3 separate regions of the Mus musculus genome follow, and regions 1 and 3 are each linked to region 2. Evidence: chromatin contacts called from public HiChIP or PLAC-seq and promoter capture Hi-C data. All regions are on one chromosome and are shown on one strand. Each heading gives the region's core, a stretch centred on a gene start, on an enhancer-like site or on the middle of the called end of the contact. The rest is flanking DNA. Distances are from core to core; before and after follow the strand shown. Region 1 overlaps Fyn (Fyn proto-oncogene). Region 2 has its middle 31 kb from the start of Gm31616. Region 3 overlaps Fyn (Fyn proto-oncogene).

Region 1 (4,515 bases), core at 1,421-3,920, 140 kb after region 2:
TCTCAAGCTCCAGGGAGCCTTAGGAAGAACACAGAGCCATGCAGAGAGAGGCAGAGGCATCGTCACTGGGATGTGGGGACCAGCACCAGAGTACACTCCTGCCTGGTCAGAAGCTAAAGGTGTCAGATGCAGGATGCACAAGAAGGTCCTACAGACGTGGAGACAGGAATTAGGAGACACCCCACACACACACTCCTACCCCTGGGTTGGTGTTTGGAATTTGTAGAGATCTTCATGATAAAGCAAGAGATTTCTTTTCATTTTATGGTTCACTTAGGACATTACCTATAATCCACATGTGTTTCCATGTGTAGATTTGAATATGTGTTTTTCTAAAATATAGGGGCTTGAATTCTACCTATCTGAGATTAGGCTAAAACCTTTACCTTAAGCACTGTTTATTATAATTTTTTGTTTGTTTTGTTTTTTGGGGGGTTTTTTGGGGGGGGTTGAAACAGGGTTTCTTGTATAGCCCTGATTGTCCTGGAACTCACTCTGTAGACCAGGCTGGCCTCGAACTCAGAAATCCCCCTGCCTCTGCCTCCCAAGTGCATTAAAGGCATGCGCCACCATGCCCAGCAGACCTTAAGCACTATTTAAGTTATCTACATTTGCTTTTTTTTTTTTTAACCTTTTCCAGAAAAAAAAAGTCAAGAGACTAGAATCATGAACAACAAAAACATTTATGTAATTTGCCCCAGAAATATGGAATGATTTCTCACAGATAATGAAATGCTTTTGAAAATGAAGAGAAGCAGGAAGAAGCCCAGTCTAAATAAAGCACTTTATTCTCCATCTCAGGGAGAGGAGTTTGCCATTACCTTTGATCATGGCTTTGGTCATTAAAGAACTCTCGAGCTCTTCCATGCTGCTGCAATCTAAGCACCTAAGACTTGAGTCCATAGAGCCACACTCTCTCCCTTGCTTTAGGGGAGCCCTGTGTGTATACCATGAGCATGATTATTATTGTCGCTTGCAGTTGTTGCTCCAGAAAGCCTTAAAGGCATGTCACTCTAGAGAGAGAGAGAAGCTGGCAACATTTGGCTGCATGACTTTGAGGTGTGTGTATGTGGGATGTTTAATTCCTGTTCACCTAGGAGTTACTAGCTTTTAGGAATCGCCAGAGACTGAAAATACTATCATCACGAGAAGAAACTCTCAACCGTATTTGGATCAACTGTTGCACAGGTTAAAGTCTGGAGATGGCAAGTGGCCTAGCTAAGGTCACCCACTCTCTGGCCAGCGCAGAACCATATGTGGGTTTGTCTGCTCTGGAGTTGTGTTCCTCTCCTGGGGAACATCTCACTGTGGATGGCTCACAAACCTGCAACTTAGGCTGATGTCGTCTGTCATGGAGTCTCTATACCAGTTGCTGTCCCAGGGACAAGATGCAAACTAAAGCACTGGTAGACTCACGATTTCTTACTGCTGTGGTAAATACCTGACAAAGAGGTCACTGAAGGAAGGCTTCTCCTGGCTCACAGTTTGATGAGACACAGTCCTTCATGGGGGGAGGGGCAGTTGACATTGCATGATGGCTGGCGCATTCAACAGCTACTTAGATTATTTTTGTTATTTATTATTATTGTTGTTGTTTACAGTTAGGAAGCAGAGTGCTCATATCCAGCCTACTTCCTCCTTCTCTTAGGGACCTCAGCCCATGGGGAGGATGCCACTCACCCACCCACATTCAGACTGTGTCTTCCTTCTTCATTTAAGCCCTTCAGGAAGGGCTTTCATTAAACACTGAAAAGTGTGTTTTCAAGGTGATTTTTAAATATTGTCAAATTGACAATGAAGATTAATCTTTGAAACAGGTGAGGGGGTAGTTTTAAATTTCCTACTGGCTACATTGGAAAAGCAAAAAGAAATACAACGGTAATGTTGGTATAAGTTTTATTTAAGTCTGCACATTTAAAACATCATTTTTATAAATAATGACATTTTAAATTTTATTGTTATTTTTATATCCCTTGTCCATGTTAAGTTTTTACAGTTCGCTCATGTACTTCACAGTTATATTTCAGGTTGTACCAGCCATGTTTGGTTAATGCCAATTTAGTATATTAGACAGTGCAGCTCTGTATAGCCGATCAAACCCAAACTGTCTACCCAGACAAAGGCCCTTATCCTTTGAAATATAAATGTCTCTCAATGCCAGCTCATGTTCCTTTGGATTTTTATTCTTAATATGCCACAGTTGTCTCCTGGAAGCCAAGCTGGGGAAGCCAAATGAGAGCAATATGAAGTGAGAACAGTTCGTGGAAACCCAGCCCTCTCCTGCTTAGAAGGGGAAATATCTGATATATGAGTCCATGAAATAACCCCATGAAATTCTGCATTTCCTTAATGTCACACGTCCCCTTAGCAGCTGCAGCTGCTTCCTGTGAAGTGTTCAAATGGCTTTCATTTACGAGATGCCTTGCACGAAGCTGCCTATCAGAGTGATTATACATTCCAGAGCCTCCTCCTGTCAGTCTAATTAGCAATCTTCTGAGAAATAATTGTTCAGCTTTAACTTAGCTCTCCACAGTGGCATCTCTCACTTTGACCTAATTACCAAATGTAATGTTAAAATGTATAAGGAGAGAGATCAAAGAGGGAAGCCGTTGGTGTTCTGTTTGTTCATGCTTGGTCTTCGCCTCTCCCTGCCGGCCACCTCCTTCATGGCACTGCAGAAAGGCTGTGTGGAGGACGGTAATGAAAGGGGACGCCCAGGCTGTTCATTCTGCTCATCTTTGAGAGCTGAGAAGGAAACTTTTAAAAGCACAGTATCAGGCCTATAAGTGATGCTCAGCAAATATTAAGCTGCTTTGGAACACTAGAGAGCTAACAGTGCATCTAGTCTCAGAAGCAGAAAGGATGCCTCAGGACTTCTTACGGGACGCTAGCCACATGGTTCTCAGAATCCAGTTGGGCTCAGCTCAGCACTCTGTGATGTGTGTCTTCAGCACGGGAGTGTGAAACACCATCATTCCCCAAGAGTGGTGGGCGTGTTGGAGTTAACATGACTGCTCAGTTTACAGCACAAGCAGTGGGTAGTGTGAGAGGGAAGAGCCAACCGACCCAAATAATGTACTCCAAATCAGCAGGACACCAGTATCCAGCTTTTGTGTAAAATCCTGGCAGCAGGGCAGACAGTGAGCTGCTGGGTGTCAGTGCGAGTGTTTTAAACAGAGTAAAGTATCTCTAGGTTAATTAAGACTGAGCATCAGCTGCCACCTCTCTCTGACTTTGCCCCCTGACTGTGCTGTTCTGTGAGCCCTTTTTGGCTGGAGCTCCTGGGTGTTCGTAAGGCTTCAGTGTCTTGTCTCTTGGTTGAACATACATGAAGTAATCAAACGGTTACTGGCATGAGTGTGGTGGTTCTCTGAAAGGAAACCTACAAATTCTTCAGTGCCTTTTAATCATCTCCTTTCTTGGCTGGACAGTCTTAGCCTACCTCCCATGGAGTCACTCAGATAAGGGAGCGCATCTCGAGCCTGCACAAGCCTCTGTAGGCACAGTTCTAAACTTCTAGTTTATGCATATGAGTGTTCTGCCTGCAGTGTGTCTGTGTACCATGTTCATGCCTGGTGCCTGCAGAGGCCAGGAGACAGTACACGATGCCCTGAAACTGGAGTTAAAGATGGTTGTAACCCACCTTGTGGGTACTGGGAACGAAACCTGGTCTCCAAAAGAGCAACAAATACTCTTAATCTCAAGCCATCTTCCCAAACTCACATTTTAAATTCGTTACACAAGTATTTTAGTTAACTAAATGATCTGTGTGACCCCCCAACTACACAAGTAAGTTGACATCTTTCTCTTAAGACCCATTTTCCATCTGTTTATGTGATCCAGACTTAGAGCACTAAGACAAAGGGAGCGTGTGCCCTAATTTACTGAAGTTTAGCCTCAGTTGCCTTTAGAGGATTCTGAGGGCACCGGTTAACGTGGAGGACAGCCAATGGTTTCGTTGGGACTCATACATACCATTGTCTTTTCTGTTGTGTCTTTTGCTCTGCTGTGAGTTAGTGGTTATTACATGATTGACAGAAATTTGGTGGGGGAGGGGAAAGAAAGCCTGCCAAAAAATAGTAGATCATTTTTTAAGCAACAAACTGCTGACATGAATAAATCAATGGAAATTACCACAGTACTCAGGAATAATAAACTATCTCAGGAATGTCCTGAATAAAGTAAATAAACACAAAGAATGCACACCATGTGGTTATATGTATATGAAAATTTGGACCAGAGAAAAATTATGGTGAAATTGCAGCCTTCAACTGGGATGGGATTGGCAAAGGAGCCAACTGAACTATAAATTTACAGTCTGTATATCACACTGTATCTAAATTATGTGTGAACTCAGAAGAGGGGGCAAGGGAGAGGAGGAGGAGGATGGAGGATCTGGAGCTGAGGAGGAGGAAAATAATGTAGACAGCAGGGGATGGAGGGCTGGAAGGGTGGTGATCAGTTGAAAAGAAGCCGAAAGATGCACATGCCTCCTTCAGCCTCCCCAGATTCACA
Region 2 (4,981 bases), core at 2,182-4,681:
TAAAATGAATAAAAAAATTAAATTAGAGAAATGTGAACAGATGCAGAGGCAATGAAAATCAGTGCGGCGGGTCCTTAAATTTAGTTTAAGGTGGGGTCTTAAAAACTAAACATAAGTCTATTGCATGACCCAGCAAGGCAGTGACACAAACACACATGTTTATATACTCACATCCACAACATATTACTCACAACGGCTGACCTATGCCCGTAATCCAAGTAGCAGTGATGGATGAATGGATAAAACTGTGATGTGACGTGTGTGTATATACATCCACACTCATACTTATATGCACATATACATTACATTCAGCCTCTGGAAGGAAAACAATCCTACTCCATGAGCTACAACATGGATAATGTCTGAAAATGCACACAAAAGACACTGTTTTAATTCCACGCACATGAAATACCTACATCAGTCAATGCATGAAGGCATGAAGGGTTGCCACAGGCCACAGAGAGAGAGAAAGGATGATTGGCATTTGATAGGTGCAGGTGCTGAAATAAATAATGCTATTGATTGTGCAGCACAAGGTAACTGATACAACCGAAGGTAACTATTACACCTGGAAATAGTTTAAATGTTTATATTTTTATACATATTTATACATTTTATACATAGTTTATTGTTTATATGTATACATATATTTTGTTACATATGTTTTTAGTCACAGGATATGAAGTTTATAGGACAAAGACAAAGATTTGAGTGAATGGACAGATGCATCCAGGGTTAGTATAAACTTGCAGGGGATATAATACTATTTTACATTGGCAATGGAGATGTGGAAGTAAAATAAATCGGCCAAGGTCAGGACTATGAAAGTACTCTTTGTCTTCATTTTAACTGAGCTAATACATCACTATAATATGCAAAGATCAGACTGAAAACAAATGCGTAAGAATGCTATTTACAAAAAAAATCTATTTATAAAAGAATGCTTTAACAACAATAATAATAACAACAACAACAAAACTCCGGAATGTCTTAAATGTCCAAACCATGGGATTAACTTGCTTCAGGATTCAGTAGACTACATAACCTATGCAATTAAATTAAGTGAGTTCACTAAAGATGGTATTTACACCTTTAAATCCAGCACTCAGAAGGCAGAGGCAGGATCTCTGTGAGTTCGAGGCCAGCCAAACAAGTTCCAGTCTACAAAACAAGTTCCAGTACAGCCAAGGCGAATACACAGAGAACCTCTATCTCAAAACAAACAAACAAAAAAACAAAACAAAACAAAACAAAAAAGACAAAACAGCCAAACACACAAATAGATATTTAAAAGACATTTAAATGAACCAGAAATTTAGACACAACATTGTAAATGAGAACACAGGTCACAAAAAAGTACAGATAATATAGATACAAAGGACAGTGACTGAACCATTCTATTGAATCTTGTGATTGGACAGAACTTCTGGGGATCCAGCCATCATGTCTGCTCTCCAGGGAGATGGAACAGGAAGGAGGAAACCTACTCAGGATGTCTGCTTGCATACTTGTATCCAGAATGTTGCAATATAATGCACAAACACACAAAAGACGCTCAAAAACAGCATCTTTTTAGCTGAGCTGGTGAAAATATAGCAGGAGGCAGATTTCTCTCTCTGCTAGTGCTTCTCCCTGTGAGTTTGCTAGGAGCTCAAGCGAACACTTCCCTGAAGGGAAAAGTCTGCCAGAGTGATTGCTCATTCTGATCATGCAGAGGGGGAAATTACAGAGCTGGGGATAGAGCTTATTTTTAAATTCTGTCTACTGGAATGTTGCCATTAGAATATATTTGATCAACATTACAATTAAAATATAAGTAAATAACAAGACAATTATATATATTTAAATCTAAGCCACTCCCATTTCCATAAATATCCAGTGCAAGCCCTTATTGTTCTTTATGAGGTTCTGTTCTTAAGATATCTGGAAGCTGACCTGCAACCTGAGCAGAGATTCAGCTGGTTAAGTGCTGTCCTGAAGGAATGGAGACCTGAGTATGAATCTCCATGGCCCACATAAAAAGGGGAGTGCACACAAGAGTGGGGCTTTCTGGTCAGCTGGTCTACCACTTCACTGAGCTCCTTGTTCAGTGAGAGATACTATCTCAAAAATAAGGTGGACAGTGACAGAGAAACACAACTAACTCTGCATCTGGCATCTGTATGCTCACCTACACAAACATGGGTACTCATATAAGGCACATAATATATAGACAGAATTGTGAACACTGTGTGATGCTCTGTTGTCTATTTTTTTTTTTTTGCTATTTAAAATATACTTCCTTATATGTCCATATGATTCTCATATCTACCATTTTTAATGCTGAAATGGTGAACCAAACTAACAATTATGTCCATATTACCAATTATGGGATTTTTACATAATACTGGGCCCATTGCTGTTTGCTGCTATTGTCAAAACATATGGACTAGCTACAAACACCTTTGTGCAAAGAAGCATTTCCTCCAACTAATTCCGTGGAAATTTTCAAGCAAGGGATTATTAGGACCATGAAAGTGATCAATTTGATGGCTCTTATGTGACCTACATTCTTTCCAGAAAGTTCTCTAATATTGAAAACACCTATATTATTCAGTGTCTTAGGGCTTTTATTTCTGTGAAGAGATACCATGACCATAACAACTTTTACAAAGAAAACATTTACTTGGGGCTGGCTTACAGTTTCAGAGGTTTAGTCCATTATCATCATGGCAGGAAACATGGCACTGTGCAGGCAGATATGGTGCTGGAGAAGCAGCTGAGAGTTCTATAGTCAAATCAGCAGGCAGCAGGAAGTGAACTGAGACACACTGAATCCTCAGAGCCCACCCCTAGTACTACACTCCTCCAACAAGGCTACACTGCCTGATCAAGCATTGACCAAGCATTCAAACACACGAGCCTCTGGGGAGGGGGGGCATTCCTGCTCAAACCACCACATTTGTAAAATTGTCTTAACATAACTCCATCAAAACTAAATTCCTAACAATACTGGCTTCTAATTGACTGGAAATATGATGAGAGCAAAAAATAATCAGACACTGAATACCTTTATTTGTGCAAGCTGACCATTATCAATATTTATTTACTCTGTACTTTAAAACTCTCTCTGATATTATCTCTGCCTTATAGGTTTTCAGTAGTCCCTATCACTTCCTGACTCCGGAAGTTGTAGCTTATCACATAAGCTGTGAACTATTTCCTTCCTGTTCCCTTTCTTTTCTGTTTTTATTTTATTTTTTCCTTCCTCTCTTTTCTAGAGGCAGGCCAAGTGTAAGAGGCCCCAGACCTTAGCACAGCTGACACCATGACAGAGGCACCATTCAGGCCTTGGAGCCCAGCATGAAGACAGCAACAGCTGCCAGAATAGCAAAGACCTAATCCAACCAAGCTCTTACTTCTGGGAAGGTCTCTAAATGTACTAACCTTGCTTTCTGGTTTCTGTAGTTCTGCTTCTGGCTAACCCTTCTTGCTAACCGAGGCATGTTAACTGAGGATGTGGTTTTATGCTTAGAAGCTTACCTTGAGAAAGGCTGGGGACTTCACTGGGTCCCAAATACCCAGTGTAGTCACCGCTAGGCTAATAATGACTTTCTATTGGCTTGAGCCATTGTCTGAGTAGTCACACCACCAGTGACATCAAAAAGATTTAAAAAACTATTTGTCAGGACACATGAAGATGTATATGCTTCTGCCCAGCTAGGAATACCTGTGTGCTAGGACCCACACCTTAACATGTGCTTTAGGTTAGAAGAAGCAGGTGCAGATGCCCACAGAAATGGCATGACTTAAAATCCAGGGCTGACAAAGTAGACCCTTGAGACGAAAGGCAAGGAGAATAAGAAAGGGGTATTTCCGGGCAAGAAGCCATCCTTGGGCCTGGATAGTGTCTCCAGGTAAGCATCTTTCAGACCACACAGGTGAGCCAGTTTTTCATCAAAGCATTCCTGGAAAGGCATTTAAACATGAATGTCTGAAAAGCACATATGAAGACACAAATTATGGCTTGGCGAGAGGTTGGCTCCTACCCAAAGAGGGGGAAAAAGAATAAAGCCCCACCCTAATTAACTGCTCCTTAGCCATCGCCTTTTGAGCAGTTGTTCGTTTCCCTTGTTTCCTGAATCATTTATAATGGCCCAGCAGAGGGTCATGAAGGGTTCAGTCTTTAAGCTTGGACTCTAGAATAGACACAGAAGTTGTCTGGGCCAGAGGTGATATTTCTTTTAGCAGGGGAGGAAAACAAACAAACAAATCAAAGCTAAGATCTGGAAAACATGCAAATAACCATGATAATTACCAACAGTGTGTACAATAAAGGACACAGGCCCGTGTAGGAAGAAGGAACTTGAAGGTGGAGCTAGTTAACATAAGATAACCTTTTGGATTTGGGTTGAGACAAAGATCAGGGAAGAAGAGGCCAGGAAGAGGGAGCAAATCCTAGGCTCCCTGGGACAAGAAAGAAGTCTTCAAGAAACCCAATGACAAGAAGAAAGTGAGCTCAGAGACGCAGGCAGGGGCATGTCAAGTGGATGCTTTCAGATTCTCCAAGAAGCTGGAAGTTAGACATGATGGAAATATGATTGAGTATAACAGGATTTCAAACACTACTCAGCAGGGCATGGTGGCACATGCCTTTAATCCCACTACCCTACATAAAGAGGCAGGCAGATCTCTGTGATTTGGAAGCCAGCCTGGTCTACATAGTGAGTTCCAGGCCAGCTAGAGTTACCTAGTGAGGCCCTGTCTCAACAAACAAACAAATTAAACAAAACAAAAATAAATAAACAACGCACTGCTTTATTATTTATAAACAACTTCCTGTTTGGATCTGTTGTGTTCCACACTAGACTCAGTGTATCAAGTTTCGTTGTGCACTGGCCTTAAATATGTACTTCATATCAACAACTCTATTTTCCACAAATTATTTATCCTACACTGTTACCAAATAAAGTAACATGTATTCTTCCCAGTTGTGCTGTTG
Region 3 (4,768 bases), core at 233-2,732, 180 kb after region 2:
GTGATCTTTATGTTTTTCAATGATGAAATGTCTCCATCTAGTGGAATTTCAGAGCAGTAAACACTCACTATTAAAATGAAGGTAAAGCCTTTTTCTTAAACACATGGTGGTCAGTATAACTTCCAATATGCATTTAGATGCTAGACTTACAACTACATATATTTCTGTGGGGCTAGAAATGGGAACAGTGCTGACTTAAAATGTTAACTTGGTTTTCTCCTTGGGGGTGGGGATGGGCTCCTGGCCTTGTGTGCACTAGGCAGGCACGCGGCCACAAAGCATCTACGTCATGAGATGTACAAGGCAGAGGCACACATGCACACATGCACGAATGGTAGCTAAGAGAGATGTTCACTTGACAAAGGACATGGCTCTCCTTGGGGGAGTTTTGTCTATGTAAATTCTTTGATGTGTATAAATATTTCAAATAAGAATATGGACACAATGTGATTATAATTAAACAGTTTTCTGGGTAAGAGAACTACAGTATCACTCTCATGGTTGATCTGTTAGTTTAATAAGGTTAAAAAGGAAAGATGCTAGGAGTTTCTTTGTTTGTTTGTTGTCTCACTATGTAGCCCTGACTGTCCTGGATCCCACTTTGTAGACCAGGCTGGCTTTGAACTCATTGAGATTCACCTGGCTCTATTTCCAAGTGCTTGGACTAAATGTGTGCTCTAACACCCCTAACCAAGAAATAGGTTTTATAATCCCTCAAAATTAGAGAGATAGCTCAGGAGTTAAGAGTGTGCTGCCAGCACCCACATCAATAAGCTCATAACCATCTGTAGCTCCAGCAGGATAGAGGTCTCTGGTATCCAAGGGCACCTCCACTCCTCTGCACATTACTGCATAGAGAGGCACACATGCCTACACATAATTTTTTAATATAATTTTTTAAAACTTATATTAGCACTTTGGGTGTGTGTGTGTGTATGTGTGTGTTTTCTACTGTTATTTATCTCATAGCCACACCCACTTGGATGAGTTCCCATTTTATTCTTTTATTCTGTGACTTTCTAAAGCCCCACCAGATGTCACTGGTCCTTGGTACCCCTGCTCAGAAGTTTTTTCTGTAGGGAACCTGAAGGAGGGAGGACTCTGGCTTAACAGGAGGCCAGGGTGTCTACCTAATGTTGACCTGGGGAAGGTCTTCCCAGCCCAAAATCAGTACGTTTTCTTCCCTGACTGAGCATCAACAGAGCCCAGCCAAAGACAATTTTAAAAAAAAGAAAAAGAAAAGAAAGGCCTGAGGTTTCTCTTGTTACCTTCACAGACTAAAAAAAGAAGAAAAGGAGGTGATGTGTCTGTAATGGTCAGAGGCTGAGGCGCCTAATATGGTGACCGGCAGGCCTGTTTCCCTGGCCCTCATAGATAGAGAGGCTTTCATTTGGTGCAAGTCACAGCTAAACTCCACGCACATGATCATTGGCCCACCCACTGTTAATGGGAGGAAGCTCACATGCCATAAACCTTCATGAATCCAAGCGTATGGATAATAGTTCTATATATAGTGACTGTAAACTGAGAGTCGGAAGTGCCCTTCCTGATTCACACTCTGAGAATTTTGCTGCAGTGGCTCAGAGATCTCTTCTGCCCTCCAGCTACACAACTGCCTGGCCTCCATCTGAATCTGGGGGTGGGGGTGGGGGGAGCTATGAATGTTTAATAGAGTAACATCCTGTTGAGAGTGTCTGAGGAAATCCTGTTATGTGGTGTTCTTATACTACCTGCAGAAGGTCATGTCTTCTTCCTACTTCGTCAAGAGCAAGCTTGATAGGTCCACTAAGCATACATCCAACCCTCACTGGGCCTCCTACTGCTTCTCCAAAGTAAACTGAGGCTGGTGTGTGTACTCCACACACACACACACACACACACACACACACACACCCCTCATTCAAGATTGCCTCCTACCCAGAAAGATGCTCCTCCCCGAGCCCTAAGTGGGAAAGTTTCCGTTTCAGGATCTCCTGATGATGCCCTTGAACTCCTCAACCTCCTACTGGGATTTCCACCCTTAGCTTATGTGGGGCCGGGTATTGAACCTAGAGCCTCGTGCACGTAAGAAAAGCACTCTGACTTCAGCGCGTGGTGCTTTGGATTTCTTAGGGCCCGTGTTGAAAGTTTGCAGAAGGGGGCACAAGGCTACAGAAAAGGCATAGGGTCGGCCTGCAGAATTCCCAGCTGGATGGTGCGTTCAATTCATGTCCCTTCTTTTCCTTTGCAGGGAAGGAGACTGGTGGGAAGCCCGCTCCTTGACAACCGGGGAAACTGGTTACATTCCCAGCAATTACGTGGCTCCAGTTGACTCCATCCAGGCAGAAGAGTATGTTGTTGTTGTTGTTGTTGTCTGTCTAAATATCTGCTTTTAATTGTCACATAAAATGCCAGTGACACAGCACAGGAGCGAGAAGACCTTTCCCAGTGGTTAAGGGTTGAGAGGCTACAGTCCTGCTGTGCTGTCGAGTCTGCGCAGTACACTGTTATTCACTTCGTGGTTTCCTTTGAGCCCGTCCGTTTTCTGATTGAGAAGCTCTATGTGAGTACCCTAGATGAAAACCCAGTAACTTGCTCCAGATGAAAAACCAATGTGGGGAAACCACAGCTGCAGTGTGTGTTACTGAGAGCCCACCGTGCGCCTGCAGTCTGCTCCCTGAGCACTTGGGAGGCAGATAATTATGAGAGATTAAGCCCACACACACACACAGGAGTCCTCTGCTTGATAATCAGAAATACTGAGCCTTCTGAAAAGACATAGCTTTTTGTTCCCCAGGCAGAAGAGCAACTTGGAAACTACTGCAGTTGTGGGCTTCGAGGGATATTTTCCTTGGACTGAGGTCTCGGTTGGTGTTGTGGCTGGTCGACCTTGACCAGCAGTTATTTGGCCCCACCCTCCCACTGGAGGGAGGCAGTTTTGGAAAGTGGTAGGAGTCTGGGGCTCTCAAAGGATGGCTGACTGGTCATTGTTCATTCTCTTTCCAGAGAAACCTGTAGGAACTCTTAGGAAATGGGGAGGGAGGTTGATGTCCCAAGCTCAGGAACATGGATGGCCTCTACCCCACCTACAGGGACAGACCTCACCAGAAAGAGAAAGGAGTCACTGTCGGTTGCTCACGGCCTGCAGCCTGCTGTGGATTTGCGGAGGCACAGCACAGAGGAGTAGACCTTCACCCTAGCCTAATCCTCATGCGTCCATCATTCTTCTTTAAGTCTTTTGTACTCCTACACTTCGATCTGTTTCTGCTTCTCCAGCACTGTGTTTTGAGCTGTTTTACCCCCTTCGTTACTAGTGTGTTTCATTATCAGAAAATAGGAAATATGTGTATTTGTATTGAATTTTTAGGACAGATTGGTAAATATCTCCTGTGTCTTTTCGGAATTTAAAACTTAACTACAAAGTAACATTCCTTTGATTTAACTGAGAATCCACTTGGGGGTGCATATTTAAGTCATATTTATAATGATAAGGTTTTTTTTTAATATTTTGGGCTTTTTAGAGTATAAGTTAGCTTTTTAAAATACAGCCTGTGGTTTTTACACGTGCAATTAATCGGTATTTTGCACAAGCAGCGTGTGGTTAAGTGTAACCTCTTGTTCTGCAGGCCTTCCTCTCACCAGTTTTACACAGCATTTTAATTGAGTTACTGATACAAACCAAAAAAAGACATTTCTCACATAGCTGGTGTCGTATCCTTTACAGCAGCTATTGCTACGCTGGGATTGTGGAGAGTTTGGGTACTTCTCAAGTCACTGAAGGTGACGCTCCTTCGGTGAAATTCTTTGACTCACAGAAGGATCTGATGGTGAACTTCCTAGCTACATTCAGGCATGGTGAATTGAAGCTTCATTTTTAAAACCATTTGCTTTCATAGATGAATACTGTGATGGTTTGGTCCTGAAAGCTGCTCCTACTCACAGATTCTGGTGGAATGTTCCAGAACTCTCCCTTGGGCTCTTGGCATACTTATCCTCTCATATACAATCCAGTGCTGAAATGTGAACGGATTGCCGGGCGTTGGTTAGGACTCAGCAGCTCAAGTGGAGAGACAAAAGACGCATTCCGGTCCTGAGGAGGCCTGTGAGGCTTCCTGCCACGGCACAAGTGTGCTGTCAGTGCTGTTGCAAGGGAATGTTAAAATGTCTGCACCACCGACTCATTTTTATGGACATGCCCATTAACCGTGCACAGCTTTCTCTCAGATGTGCAGTAAGCAATCCCTGCAGCTGTGTCAGAGAAGCGCAACTGCAGGGCACAGGCCAGGTACTTGGTAAACGCTCCTCACGAATGCTGGACAGGGAGAGAAAATCAAACCAGGCTTCCAAGAACAGCAGCCATCTCAGATCAGGGGTAGAGCTGAGTTCCCGTCTTCAGAATTCCTGTAGGTAGAGACTAAGTAGAAGTGTTATCTGTCTTCCTTCTTTATCCATCCTGAGTGGGCTCCTTTAAAAAAAAAATCATGCTTGATTGATGATCCTTATACTAGAGCTGAGTCTTGGTATTTCCCAGGAGTTGTAATTATGCTCAGAAATCAAGGGTCGTACAGCTGAGCTATGGAATCGTCCCCTGCAGTTGGCATTTCAAACAAGGTGGTGGGTTTCTCTCTGTGCGTGCAGGTGGCATTTCACACACACATCCCTGTCGTCCTGGAGGGAAGGAACACAATCCATGATTCAAGATTTTTTTTTTTTTAAGAATGGAAGAGATGCAGAGTGGATAGAATCAGGAAAGATTGAAAAAGGACTGAATGAAGCTAGAAAAAACTAG

The links. HiChIP or PLAC-seq counts read pairs in DNA pulled down with a chosen protein or histone mark. Capture Hi-C pulls out chosen DNA fragments and counts their contacts.
Region 1: a CTCF HiChIP or PLAC-seq map of CD8 T cells shows a contact between it and region 2, with 5 read pairs. The contact joins two enhancer-like sites. A contact is called at or near these places in 1 of 15 datasets of contacts at CTCF or cohesin (CD8 T cells) and 1 of 115 datasets of contacts at active chromatin or transcription factors (effector CD8 T cells).
Region 3: a contact with region 2 is called in a promoter capture Hi-C map of adipose tissue, with 2.4 times the contacts expected there. The contact joins two enhancer-like sites. A contact is called at or near these places in 2 of 15 datasets of contacts at CTCF or cohesin (large pre-B cells and pro-B cells), 4 of 484 Hi-C or Micro-C datasets (CD4 T cells, bone marrow-derived macrophages and double positive thymocytes), 2 of 115 datasets of contacts at active chromatin or transcription factors (bone marrow-derived dendritic cells and effector CD8 T cells) and 4 of 9 other capture datasets (adipose tissue, embryonic stem cells, liver and 1 more).

Annotation. Positions count from the first base shown.
Region 1 is chr10:39,482,106-39,486,620 of GRCm38.p6, forward strand. The region is part of intron 3 of Fyn (Fyn proto-oncogene); the gene reads left to right. Among named protein-coding and RNA genes, the nearest start is that of Gm40627, 110 kb to the right of the region's middle. Within about 2 kb of position 2,671, at least 50 of the 459 cell types and tissues checked have an H3K27ac peak or open chromatin away from gene starts, as enhancers often do. A contact at or near this core is called in CD8 T cells, where this site is marked.
Region 2 is chr10:39,336,575-39,341,555 of GRCm38.p6, forward strand. No RefSeq gene overlaps it. Among named protein-coding and RNA genes, the nearest start is that of Gm31616, 31 kb to the right of the region's middle. Within about 2 kb of position 3,432, at least 39 of the 459 cell types and tissues checked have an H3K27ac peak or open chromatin away from gene starts, as enhancers often do. A contact at or near this core is called in CD8 T cells, where this site is marked.
Region 3 is chr10:39,520,524-39,525,291 of GRCm38.p6, forward strand. It overlaps Fyn (Fyn proto-oncogene), which reads left to right. Exons shown (of 14, transcript NM_001122893.1): 6 at 2,231-2,329. Among named protein-coding and RNA genes, the nearest start is that of Gm40627, 67 kb to the right of the region's middle. Within about 2 kb of position 1,483, at least 32 of the 459 cell types and tissues checked have an H3K27ac peak or open chromatin away from gene starts, as enhancers often do.